Regions from separate parts of the Canis lupus genome. Here region 1 is linked to region 2. A link is a contact called in public Hi-C data. All regions are on one chromosome and are shown on one strand. Each heading gives the region's core, a stretch centred on a gene start, on an enhancer-like site or on the middle of the called end of the contact. The rest is flanking DNA. Distances are from core to core; before and after follow the strand shown.

The links. A called contact is a pair of places that touch in the nucleus more often than the background predicts.
Region 1: a Hi-C map of blood shows a contact between it and region 2, with 5 times the contacts expected there. The contact joins the promoter of ZBTB17 here to the promoter of SZRD1 in region 2. A contact is called at or near these places in 2 of 9 Hi-C or Micro-C datasets (both in blood).

Annotation. Positions count from the first base shown.
Region 1 is chr2:81,133,847-81,140,211 of UU_Cfam_GSD_1.0, reverse strand. It overlaps ZBTB17 (zinc finger and BTB domain-containing protein 17), which reads right to left and starts at 4,102. Exons shown (of 16, transcript XM_038531900.1): 1 at 3,954-4,102. The coding sequence starts at 3,960.
Region 2 is chr2:80,829,460-80,836,352 of UU_Cfam_GSD_1.0, reverse strand. SZRD1 (SUZ domain-containing protein 1) reads left to right here and starts at 1,776. Exons shown (of 4, transcript XM_038531860.1): 1 at 1,776-1,883. The coding sequence starts at 1,833. It overlaps LOC111093873 (a long non-coding RNA gene), which reads right to left and starts at 2,518. Exons shown (of 4, transcript XR_005356137.1): 1 at 2,252-2,518; 2 at 966-1,123; 3 at 1-60.

The DNA.
Region 1 (6,365 bases), core at 2,853-5,352, 300 kb before region 2:
ATGGGTGGAAGCCAGGGATGCCATCACCATCCTAAAGTACACAGCTCAGCCCAAGACAAAGGTTTATGCAGCCCCAAATGTCAAGAACATCCGGGCTGAGAAACCATGCTCTAGTGGAAAAAGACAGAAAGACAGAGAATAGACTGGGTTGTCTTTGGTATTTTGCTGAGACAGTGCTGCTGTGCACATTCTCATAGCTCAGGTCTTGGAGTTCACCATGGTTACATCCATACACCGCACAGATACCAAATAAACCATCAGGTTCTCCTCTCCTCAAACAATAGCACACCAACCCCATGTCACACTGGAGTTCTCACCAGCTTAACTGCCAGTTCCTCTTCAGCTAATCAAGGCTGACCATCTGTCCATCCAACAACAGTTACTGAGCACCGGCTATGTGCCAGGAAATAAGCTATGCAGTGGGACTACCAGGAGAAACGATCCCCTGTCCCTGCCTGCAAGATGCTGGTGGGCTAACAGGGAGACATAGAAACCTACGATTATAATGTGAGATATGAATTGCATCAAGAGATCAGTGCAGGATGCTAAGAAATCAACGGAGGAGGAGCTCCAAACTTAGCTGGGGTGGGTGGCTGGGCAGGACCGGAGAAGGCTTCCCAGAAGCATCTGAGCTTGCAGGAATTAAACAGGCAGAGGCAATCCTTTTCTTCCCAAAGGACCCCTCACCAGACCTTTCAGAGTATGGTCTCTGAGAATCCACAGATGGACACCTTTAAATAGAGAGCTTGGTAGAACTCAAGAGTAGTCGCTGATCCCCTCTGCACAATCTGGATAATTCCTGCCTTGAGGGAGGATGCACACCAGCATCACTATGGATTTGGGTCTGCTTTACTGCAATCCTCACTGGCTCTCTGGCTTCGAAGCACCCCTCACCTCGCAGCAGGAGGTAATTCACCTTTATGTGGCCAATCCTGTGATGTACAGGCTTGATCTCTCGTAGTTCTCTAAACAATTCTGTGAGCTTGATACTATTATCCCTCTTTGACAGATGAGGAAACGGGAGGCGCAGTGGTAAAGTACCTGGCCCTCAAGACACAGAGCCACCAAGCAGGGAAGCAAGGATGCAAAACCAACACCAGGGTCCTTGCTGCCTCTATCTGAGGAGACCTCTACAGATGTAAATCCAAACATGCCGTTCACTCTTAATCTCCCCCACTTCAGCAGAGCCTTCCAAAATCAGTCATCCTTCTCCCGCGCGCCTCCCCCGTGGTGCTTTTTGCATTGTATCGTGATCATCCACATGGCTAAGAGCTCCTCGCTCCCAGGATCCAGTCTTACATCCCCAGCATCTAGCGCAGTGTCACATGTGCTGGGCACAGAAAAAGCTGAATGCATAAATAAGCCTGGACTCTCCGGGCGCAAGCAACATCAACCTACTCAAAGCCAGAGCAGCCTGCCGTGGGGAGACAGAGGCATGGGGAGAATGCCCAGCCCTCCTGCACCAATGCAGTGGGTTCCCCTCAGGCTGAGCCCAAGCCCCAGAGACAGCAATCCAGTCACCCGAGGGACGGAGCAGGCTCTCTCAGCCAGCTTTCCCTCCAGTACTGGAACAGTCATGATTCGTTCTTTGGTTTGTATACCAGATGCTTATGTTTGGGGACATTTTTTACAAAAATATGTATCTTTAAACATCAGAACCTTAAAAGGAATGAACATGTGCTCCCCACTCTGTCTTTCCCCTTCTGCCAGCTGGAGTACATACACAATGGCAGGAGCTGCAGCAGCCAGCTTCGACCGTGAGATGGAAGCCTGGTTTTGAGCAAGGAGAGCCACATGGTCACTAGAACCCTGTTCCCAGATACTTCATGGAACAGAGCAAGATGACCTACCAGTTCTTGGACTGCCTACTTCCAGGTTTTTAAGAGGAGAGGAATATACTTTGAGTTTGTTTCAGCCATTGTACTTTAGGATTGCCTTGCTAGCGCATGTTAGGTTGTGTGTGATTAAAACAAAGTGTGAGCATTTGCCCAGTGACTAACATAGTGTGGTCTTTGTGGGTAAACCAAACATAATGACAGCCACAATTTCCCAATCAAACTCAGATGTAGTCATTACTTTATAACTTGAAAGAAAGAAAAAAAAACTATCTTGAAAGGGTGATCTGAGTCATGCTGAGCCTAGAGAAGGACAAACAAACTGACCTCCTGGTCTGTTTCATCCTTGAGCATTACAGACATACCTCAGATTTCCAAGTAGCCCAGGCTACTCTTTTCTGACAGTTTGTCTGCGTAAACTCCAGCTTGGCTCTCCTCCTCCAGCTCATTACCTGAATCAAAGACACCCAAGTGGAAAATCTGATGAGAACCCGAAAGGCACCAGCTCCCTAAGAGCTGCCCTTTTACGCGTCCAAGAAACACAGGTAAATCCAGAGCCCTGAGCACGGAGCCTGGCACAATGGAGACGCTCGGTACAAATTTGTTTGGATCATCCTCGGCCGGCTGCACGTCAGACACTGTGCCAGAGCCTGGGACACAAAGATGAGTAACCCCGCTCCCACTGCCTACACTTAGAAATTCCTGCTTACCGAAAAGACATATAACACAATGTTGTAAAGCAAGAGCGACAAGACTGTGCCCGGGTTCCTGCGACGCTACAGCGTTAGCCTTCCCCAGGGATGTCTCAAGTGCTCTTGCTTCTCGTTTCACACCCTTGCCCTCGGTAAGCACACCCCCTCCCACAACCTGAGGGACTTTTTATTTTTTTTTTTTTATTTTATTTTTTTCTGAGGGACTTTTTAAGTGGATGACAACTGCTAGCTCACCGCTGGACAGCTCCACTCGAATGTTTTACAGGCACCTGCTTTCAACGTGTTGAAAACTAAATGCACCTTCCCTCCTCACACCTGCTCCCCATCCGGCTCCGATCACACTGATCACACTGAGTGCTATCGCCACCTGCCCATCAAGACTAGGAGGTCAGTTCTGACCTCTCGCTGACCTCCAACTTCCTCATCTAACTCATCACCAGGTTCGGTCAATGCTCCGAAACCTCCCTCTCCACTGTCTCCCTCTAACCGGACTGGAGGCCACGCATCCTTTGTAGATAGGATTACTCTAGCGGCCTGTTAATTGGCCTCCAGGCCTGTACCCTTTAATGCATCCTTCACATCCACGAATCTGGTTCTCCCATGGCTTCCCATTAACCTAAAACTGAAAACTCCTTAACTAGGTTCACACGGCCCCAGAGGACCAGGCCGCAGCCAGCGTCTTTCGTCTTACCTTTCAGCTCCGTCCTCCAGGCACAGACCTTAACTATCACACTAGCTCCTAAGCTTTGTCACAAGCTCCCATCTTCAGCCGAGAATACAACGCTTTTCTCGCCTGCACTCCCCTAAGAGCCCTTTAGGGATCTCCGCACTCTGCACCTATTGCCTTATTTGCTCTTCCTGGCAACCCCAGGGAGCAGCCTGTAGGATCGTCTCTGCTTTAAGGAGGAGGAAACTGAGGCAGAGAGCGAGAGCCTCCCGAGCTTCGTCCAGGACGCAGCTGGCGAGCACAGGGCCGCCCGGCTCCACGGGTCATACTTTGAACCACTGCACCGCGAGCGCTGGCTCGATCCTCACAACCTATCGGGTGCCGAGCCACCGTCTGCGGAAGGAATGAATGAATGAAGTCACCTTGTAGGGGGCAGCACCTCCCGGTCCCGCGGCCCCCGCCCTGCGGCCGCACAGCCGCCCCCGCCGCGGCGCGGGGTGCAGGGGCGCTGACAGCCGGGCGGCGGGGGCGTCACCCGAGCCGGGGGCCGACTCGCGCTCCCCCGCAGGAACTGCCGGCCCGCTCTCCCCCCTCCTCCCCCCAGCTGCCCCGCGGGGTCCCCGCCGTCCCCTCCCCTCCCCCACACAACCGTCCCCGGCCTCCCGCCGCGCCCCATCCCTCGCCGCCTCCGCCCGGCTCCCGGGACTTGCCCAGCCCCGGGCGCTTGCTGACCCTCACCTGCCATGTCCCGGACCCCACCGTAGAGGGAGGTGCATCACGGCCGCGAGAGGGCCGGGGACGGCACTTCAGAGCAGACAAAGGGCGCCGCCATGTCAGAGTCGGGCGGAACCGACCTCGCCGGCTTCCCGGCTGCGACTTCCGGCGCATGCGCAGCGCCCGCGCTGGACGGGAACCGCGGCCCGGCGCATGCGCAGCGCCCGCGCTGCCCCGAGAACCGCGGCCCCGCGCATGCGCCTCCGCATCCCGAAGTTCTCTATTACGGCACTTGGGCGCCTCGACTCGTCCTCGTCGTAACCCTTGCTTGGTTTTCTGTTCCAACCATTACAGTCACAGCTTCCCCGCGTTCAGCGCTTCCTGTGCGCCCGGCGCTGCGCTGAGCACCTCCCGTGCACGAGCTCATTAAATCTCGCTACGCGGAGGAGAGTCTTTTCTCCCCCTTGGAAGAAGGCAAAGGAGGCTCAGGAAGAGCCAATGAACCGCCCATTGTCACGTCTTCCAGGCGGAGGAGCACAGGACCTGGTTGCACCTCCGGGGCTGCAGATCCCCGCGTGTCTTTCTGCCCTTCCGAGCCAACCATTGCCCCATTTGCTATTTAGGGCAGATCCAGGATTAGCCTGGGTGTGAACGAGGATGCTGGAAGCAAAAGTGTCTGCAGACTCGAGCAGTCCCTTGTGGCCTCTGCCAACTTTTCAGCACCTCCGCGCCCCAGACTTCCCTACGTCCTCACAGGACGCGGGCTTTCTCTTTTCTTCACCTCTGATTCTGTTTATATCCCATGAGATTTTTTTTTTTTTTTAAGATTTTATTTATCTGGGACACCTGGGTGGCTCTGCGGTTGCTGGGATCGAGTCCCGCATTGGGCTCCCTGTCTGGAGCCTGCTTCTCCCTCTGCCTGTGTCTCTGCCTCTGTGTGTGTGTGTGTGTGTGTGTGTATCATGAATGAATAAATAAAATCTTTTTTAAAAAAATTTAAGGGATCCCCGGGTGGCGCAGCGGTTTGGCGCCTGCCTTTGGCCCAGGGCGCGATCCTGGAGACCCGGGATCGAATCCCACGTCGGGCTCCCTGCATGGAGCCTGCTTCTCCCTCTGCCTATGTCTCTGTCTCTGCCTCTCTCTCTCTCTCTCTCTCTCTCTCTCTGTGTGACTATCATAAATAAATAAAAATTAAAAAAAATAAAAAATTTAAGATTTTATTTATCTATTAGAGCAAGCGGCGGGGGGGGGGGGGGGGGGGGGGAGGGGCAAAGAGAGAAGGAAAAGCAGGCTCCCGCTGAGTAGGGAGCTCAATGGATTCCAGCTGGATTCCAGGACCTAGGGATCATGACCTGATCTCCAACCTGGGACCCAAGGATCATGACCTGAGCTCCATCCTGGGACACTGGGATCATGACCTGAGCTCTATCCTGGGGACCTGGGATCAACACCTGAGCCCAAGGCAGATACTTAACTGACTCAGCCACTGAGGCACCCCTGTTTCCCATGAGTTTTAACAATAGTCTTGCCACCACCCTGAACTTCTTTGTTCCCTCGTCCTCTTGTCATATGGATTTGGTGAGCTTTCCAACCCTGGGTAAATCCAACTTTCCTCTTCTTTTTTCTTGTATCCAAGCAACCATGCACAGCTGGACAAAGTACCCCAAAAGATAGACTGTTCCTACAAATTCATGATCACTAGCCAGAAGAGGAACTTCAACAAATGCTGGTCTGGCCAAGTCACTACTCCTCCTTCACAATCACTTGGGAAACTAAAAAGCTTACCAGTAATTGACTTCACTCTTTTTTTCTTTTAATTTTTTATTTATTTATGATCGTCACAGAGAGAGAGAGAGAGGCAGAGACACAGGCAGAGGGAGAAGCAGGCTCCATGCACCGGGAGCCCAACGTGGGATTCGATCCCGGGTCTCCAGGATCGCACCCTGGGCCAAAGGCAGGCGCCAAACCACTGCGCCACCCAGGGATCCCTTCACTCTGTCTTTTACAGGAAAATAAAAGCAAGTCTAATAGGACCTTGTCCTCCCAATACAAAGGACACAAATCTACCTCTGTGTCCATCCGTGTTGGATGTAGTTGGCTGGGACTCATTACCATTCCTTCCAGATTCTAGAAAGTTAAAATTCTATTTCCCAGATTCAGTTGCAGTTAGAATTCTAGACACAGATGGATTCTGCTAGTGGGAAAGATTGGATGGAAGTGAGGCAATAGCCATTGTCCTAGTGATGGTAGGTGATTGCTGCTGGCAAGCCAGGTCATGCAGATATGAGGGTTTGCAGCGGTGCACGGTGGCTAGTCTCCAGCTTCATGAATGTTCTGAAGCATCTGTGAAATGGTGACAGCCAAACTCAGCATTCTAGAGCCTGGGAACCAGCTTCTAGTCCCAAATCTAGACCCATGGGTTCCTGCTGGTGATAT
Region 2 (6,893 bases), core at 527-3,026:
AGGACTGGAAATCAACTTGGGAATCTTTAGTGTTTAGTAGGTGGTTCACGCCATGAGCATCTAGATAAAAATGTCAGACTGAGGACACGCCCAGAGATGATGCATATTTCAAAGACAGGAAATCATGAAACCAGAGAATTACCAAGCATGTCATTTTATCTTTTAAAGACTAGTAACAGGGACGCCTGGGTGGCTCAGTTGGTTGAGTGTATGCCTTTGACTCAGGTCATGATCCTGGGGTCCTGGGGTCAAGCCCCATGTGGGGCTCCTGCTCAGCAGGAATCTGCTTCTCCCTCCCTCTGCTCCTCTCCCTTGCTCATGCTCTCTCTCAAATAAATAAATAAAAATCTTTTTTTTAAAAAAAGAACTTTTTTAAAAAAGATTTTTATCTACTTATTCATGAGAGACACAGGGAGAGAGGCAGAGACATAGGCAGAGGGAGAAGCAGGCTCCATTCAGGGAACCCAATGTGGAAGTTGATCCTGGGACTCCAGGATCACATCCTGAGCCGAAGGCAAGCACTCAACCACTGAGCCACCCAGGCGCCCCTAAAGGCTGGTAACATTTAATACATGATTGCAGTTTGTAATAATGATTAGAAATACAACTGCAAAAATTCTCAACAGGAAGCTGTTACTTTAGAAAGATTAATGGCATGCTAAAAACAGGAGAGAAACACAGGTCAGGTTAGATCATTGGATTACAACAGCTAAATCCAATACTACCAAATGGCAGTCTTGATACTGAGAGGCCTATAGGAACACATCAGTGAGAATAAAAATAGATGGTGTTTACTTTTCCCTTGGTTTTGAGTTTTGGGAAAGAACGAATGAGAGAATGTCAAGTGTTCTTTGGTGCAAGACACCCCCTGTGATGATAATAGCTAACCTCTGTAAGTCTTACTGTGGGTCAAGCACAGTCCTATGCTTTTCTGCATAGTAGCTAGTTTAATTCTGACAACCAACCTTTGAAGCAGCTGCTACTATTATCATCTCCTTTTTTGTACACTTGGGGAAACCGAGGCACAGACATCTTAAGTAACTTGCATAAGATCACATGAGCTTGTTCAAGTTGGAAGTATCCGAAGTCACACTTTTTAAAGTTCAAGATCTCTACCTTGGCACTGGAGAAAAAATAAAAGAGAAATACTGTTTAGGAAGATGCCTAAGTAAATTTTTAAGGAAATGCTGATGAATGCATCTCTCATTTAATGACCCAGGAGAACTTTAGTCGTGCTGGTTGCCCAGCTCAGGTGCCAGAATTATGATCTAACCACGTTTTTACAGTGGAGGGTTAACAGATGCTTGGAATATTTGCTCTACGTGCAGGAAAACCTGTAAACATTTTCACACTATTACGCAGAAATAATGTGTCATGCATCAGCAGATATTTTTCATCCTCCGGTGGGATACAAAATATTTTCAGAGCTTTGGGGAAAAAAAAAAAATGTAACCTGCGGTTTATGAAGATTACGACTGGCTTAAAGAAGAAAAAAAAGTTTTCAGCGACTGCCTGCCCTTAGAAAAGATGGTTCCAAAGAACACACCTTCCGCACTCAAGACGATGACTTCACACGGGCTCTCCCGTCCGCTACGAGACTTAACACGCTGCCCTTAAGAAAAATGGCAGCTTTCTGGTTCCTCTGCCCCTTTCCAAGATGGCTTCCGCGGAGCTCGTGGGGGCGGGGGGCGCGGCCTCTGGGGCCACTTCCGGGCTGGGCAAGGGGCGGGGTCCATTGAGGAAAGCCTTGCGTGCCGGCGCCCGCGACGGAGGCGCGCTTCAGGGCGCAGGCGCGGGGAGGGGGTGGGGGAGGAGGGAAAGCGGCGAGTAAGATGGAAGATGAGGAGGTCGCTGAGAGCTGGGAGGAGGCGGCAGACAGCGGGGTAAGGAGGAGTCGCCGCCGCGGGGCAGGGCCGGGCGGGACCTGGCGGGAGGGAAGCCTCCGGGGAGCGGGCCTGGGGATGGTTCTCCCCGAGGAAGGGCCCCACACGCCGGGCCGGGGGTGGACGAGAGGCCCCCGGTCCCTGAGCGCCGTGAAGGCCTCTTAAAGGGGCCGCGTTCCATTTCTCCCTCCACCTCTGCCCGGTGCGCCTCCCTGCATCCCCGCGACGTGCGCGTCACCCGGGGCTCCCCACCCGCCCCCCGGGGCCTCCTCTCCAGGTTCCCGCGTCCGCTCGCTCGTCCCGGGGACTCTCTGAGCCTCCCTCTCCAGGGTGTCGCCGCCAGACACCCCCACCCGCGCCCGAGTCACCATTTTAAAGTTCCTGCGCTCTGATGCTGAGCCGCGCACCATGTGGGCCCGGGCGGCGCGCGGGGGCAGGAGGGGAAATCGAGTCGGCTCTGGGCCCCTCCACTCTGTGCGGAAAAATCCCCCTTTGCTTTGCGCCTTCCGCCGCGGTGGGCGAGTCTGGGCTTTTCTTTTTTTTTTTTTTTTTCCTCCTCTCTTTTCTTTTTCACTTTTACTCTGAGAGCCCGCGGCTGGCGGGTCTCCCGGGGACCCCTTGTGCAACAACCGAAAGCCCGGCGGGCAGCCCCTCTCCCCGGGGAACCACCCAACGACCCGAGCGCCCCCCCCCCAGCTCCTCCCCCGCCCCCGCCCCGGCCCCGGGGGCGAAGGTCTCCGGGCGAGCTCGCGATCTGTAAAGTAGCCGCATTCCTGGGAGGGGAGGGGAGGGGAGGGGGTGGGGGGGGAGCGGACCGTTCGATTCTGCTTTTTTGGAGTTTTTTTGGTTGGGACTCTCTGAAGCTGTGTAGGAGGAGAGTTTATCCCGAGCTGGAACAGCCGCAGCCGAGTGTCTGTTAGGTTGGTTGGCTTGGCGATCGGCTTTTTGGGGGTGTTTCAGAGTGTGCGGTTGTGCGGCGGCGCCTGCTGAGGATGCGGAGAGGCCCCCCCCCCCCCCCGGCCTCCTCGTGTTCGTGTCCGCTCCGTGTTGGCTCGAGTGGCCCCCCCACCTTCAGGGTTTATGTGTCGGGAGTGGGGGGCGTGGAACAGGAGCTGGGGTCCACCCGCCCCCCCCCCAGCGCCTCTGAGGGTGCTCATCGGAGCTGGAGGAGGCCGACACATCGACCCCTCTGCAGCAGTGGGACTATCTCTGCGGGAATGTTGAAACTTGGCTTCGCTTCGAAGGTTTTTTTTTTTTTTTTTTTTTTTTTCTTCCCTGTTTTTTTTTTTTCTTTTTCCGGTGGTTCAGCATTTCTTTCACGGTGTTTTATGTTTTTCCACTTGGCATCATTAAGGATTTGAAGAATTAATTCGCTCAGAAGGTGTTTGGCACAGTCACGTGCTGGCCATCTCTCTTGGATTTTTGACTCGAGTCAGGCGAGCAATGGAAAGGTTTTGTAGGGAGCAGCAGCAACAGGTGTCATCTGGGTAATTTATTCGACAAACATTTTTTTTTTTTTTTTTTTTTTTTTTGGTGTCTCTGTGCTAGGTAGGGCAGTGTGCTTTAGAAGTGACTTCGTGCCAGAGAATGCAAAGTTTCCGGGTGCAGGCGTTTATTGCCTACCACTAATAGGAGGGCATCATTCAGACACCCTTCACGTGCACCCTCCCTCAAAGAAGCATGGCCTACAATTTGAGTGTGACTCAAATGATAAGTTGCTCGAGCATCTTGGCCTCTCTTTGGTTTTTCTCACCTGTTCACAAGGGACATGAGTATTTCACGGTTAAAGAAGAAAAATGAAAACAAGAATGAATGCAGGATTCAGAAATGGGGGGGGGGAGGTTACTTTTGTTTTTCGGAACGTGTGATTCACTTAGGGATCAGCTAGCCCAGTCCCACGTTTTACAGCTGAATGAATCCCAAGGGTATAAGATTTAACTTAGATCTTTCCGACGCTTCCGGTGTTCTTTCTACTATACTTCACTAAAACCGTTTAAAAGTGCCAGGTACAGAGATGGAACCCAAACCTTGCCTTCCTTGGTGATAACAATGTGCGGTAACTGCCCAAATGCAAGTTTTTTTTTATTTCTTTTAATTGAACTATTGAAATGAGCTGTAGAGGTATTCTCCTTTTATAATAAGAAAACTGAGGTTTAGGGAGTAACCTATCTTGCTCAAAGTCGCACAGATAGTAAGTAGGGAGCTGGGATTTGACACCAAGCCTATCTTGACTCTAAAGAAGGGTTCAATCTGTAGCAATTTGCCATCTCTTTGCCTGAGATCTGGAAGAAAACTTGGGAGTTGGGCATTGCCTTTCTTTTTTTTTCTCTCTCTTTTTTAAATTTTATTCATTTATTCATGAGAGACAGAGAAAGAGAGAGGCAAGGACACAGGCAGAGGTAGAAGCAGGCTCCATGCAAGGAGCTTGATATGGGACTCGATCCTGGGTCTCCAGGATCCTGTCGTGGCTCAAAGGCTGGCGCTAAACCGCTGAGCCACCCAGGCATCCCCACCTTTCTTTTTTAAGATGTTTGCTTTCGGCTTATATTTAAAAGCTCTCTTAAATTTGATTCCCTTTTTGAATTTCACAAAGGGTTTTGTAAATGTACACTTTTGCAGGAGAGGAGCCAGGGAGGGAATGTTCACACCACTGGCAAACCAACTGACTGTACATGTCTTTCAGATGTAGCCAGTTGTGTATGTAAAAATCTTACCTTCTGTTTATCCTGTCTTCCAACTGATACATGGTAATGAGTGTCAAGTACCCACCTTTCCAAAAAAACATCCTGGGTGGTAAGAAAACTAGCAAATGGACATCAGCTAATTAATTTATAAAGTAATCACTCTAACTTTATAAATTTATAAAGTAATTTATAAAGTAATCACTCTAACTTTATATGATCTAGAGGTCTAGTCCTTGAAAGTAGAGGCTCTAATCACCACAAAAAATTTTGACATCATGCTGGAATGTCTTATGTGTCCATAATTATGAGGTCATTTTTTCTTGCATATCTTCAAAATACTCAATATTGAGTCCTATTGTGTCATTCTGAGGAAGGCTTTGAGAAATATTTCAGGTGGTCTGTAAATAGGCTGCTTTTTTGCTTTTAGTATGAACACTGACCTAATACAGAATTGTTCCTTTGCCTGTTTCCTCCCAAGGAGTTACATCCCCAATCAAAGGACAATTCAAGGAATATAGCTTATATTCCACTAAGGAAATGCTTCTTTAAAAATATACTGCCTTGAGAACACCTGGGTGGCTCAGTGGTTGAGTATCTACTTTTGGCTCAGGGCGTGTTTCTGGAGACCCAGGATTGAGTCCCACTTTGGGCTCCCTGCAAGGAGCCTGCTTCTCCCTCTGCCTGTGTCTCTGCCTTTGTCTCTCATGAATAAATAAAAATCTTTTTAAAAAAATTAAAAAATAAAAATATACTGCCTTTGGGAGAAATGAAAATGTCAACTGAATTAATGTTCATTCAAACTTTAAATTCTACCCTTTGTCTTAAGCACATTTCAGGGGAGCATTTTATAATGAGAAGACATCTTTGTGCTCTGGGAAAAGAAAAAAAATCAAATCGAGTGCCTGGGTGGCTTAGTCAGTTAAGCATCTGCCTTTTGTTCGGTCATGATCCCAGGGTCTTGGGATTGAGCCCCACATCGGGCTCCCTTCCCAGTGGAGAGCCTGCTTCTCTTCCCTCTGCCTCCTCTCTTCTCCTGTGTTCACTCACACTATCTCAAATAAATAAATAAAATCTTTTTAAAAAATCAAATCAACAGTTTGCTCAATTTCTGACAGTTTGAAGCTTTATATATTCACTTGTTTAGACCAGGAAAAAAAAAAAGAGACATAAGCTAGTCCATCTTGTAGGTTATGGGCTAACCCAATCCTAGGGGAAGATAGATGGTACACAAATGGAATTAGACTGGTAGTTATTATAATGTATTGGCAGCCTGTCTGATTTCTTTGCATATCAAAAGTTGCTTTTTGTTTTTGGCAAGGGCAAGTCATGTAGCTAATTGGAAGAAAATGTATCAAGTTAAAAAGGATGACTGGCCTTCTAGACTAAATTCAAATTTATGTTTACTTTCTACCCTCTTTAGGCCTCTAAACATTATCCCATCAGTGATACTGGGTGGCATACAAGTCTACTATAGGAAGGTCTCAGTCAGCACTGCATACTGACTGTGTACCAGGCACTGGGCACAGTCCAGTAGAGGAGTCGGATGGGTAAGGCAGCACTTTCTTTGGAAGAGGCATAGATGGGGTACCATGGCTAAGATCAGAGACAGTTCTGTAGAGAAGGTGATCCTTCAAAGGACCCTTAATTAAGTTGTAGTAAGTCTGGGAGGGGTGGGTAGATAAAGGCCCAATGTGCATGTAGATAGCAAGAGAAGAATGTGCCGCATTGCATTGGGAGAGCTACGAATACTCAAATACTTCTTTCTGGCTGTAGGGTAGGGGGTTGGCAGGGCTGAATGGAAAGAGATGAGGCCAGAGAGGTATGCAGGGGCCAGATCAGGAAGGGCCTCCTTGTACTTGGTTCTGGGAACTTGGACTTTGTCCTGAACGCACAAGAGAGCTTTGGAGGCCTTTTTTTTTTTTTTTTTTAAGCAGAATAATGACAGATTTTAATTTAAGAGGTAAGAACTTTGATTAACGTTTCATTCTTTAGAGAAGACGCCATTCTCCCTGAAGCATGCATGGCTTCTACCTCACTTTTGAGGTCCTCAGCACTCCCTGTAACTGCTGTCAATATGGAATATTTACAGTGGATATGGATAGAGAAGAAATAACAGTTATTTGGGGGCTACCTGGTGCTGATTTGTCTTTATAGTAAAGAATACACATAAGACTTGGGGTATCAGAAAGCACAAATCAAGATGTACTGTGCCTGAAAGAGCCATTCCTAAGTTATTCCAGTCCTTCTGGGAGATTGGGTCCTAGGGACTGTGATGATGCCCAGCTCCGACTTTCTGTAAAGCAGTTGGCCAGTTTAGACATGATCA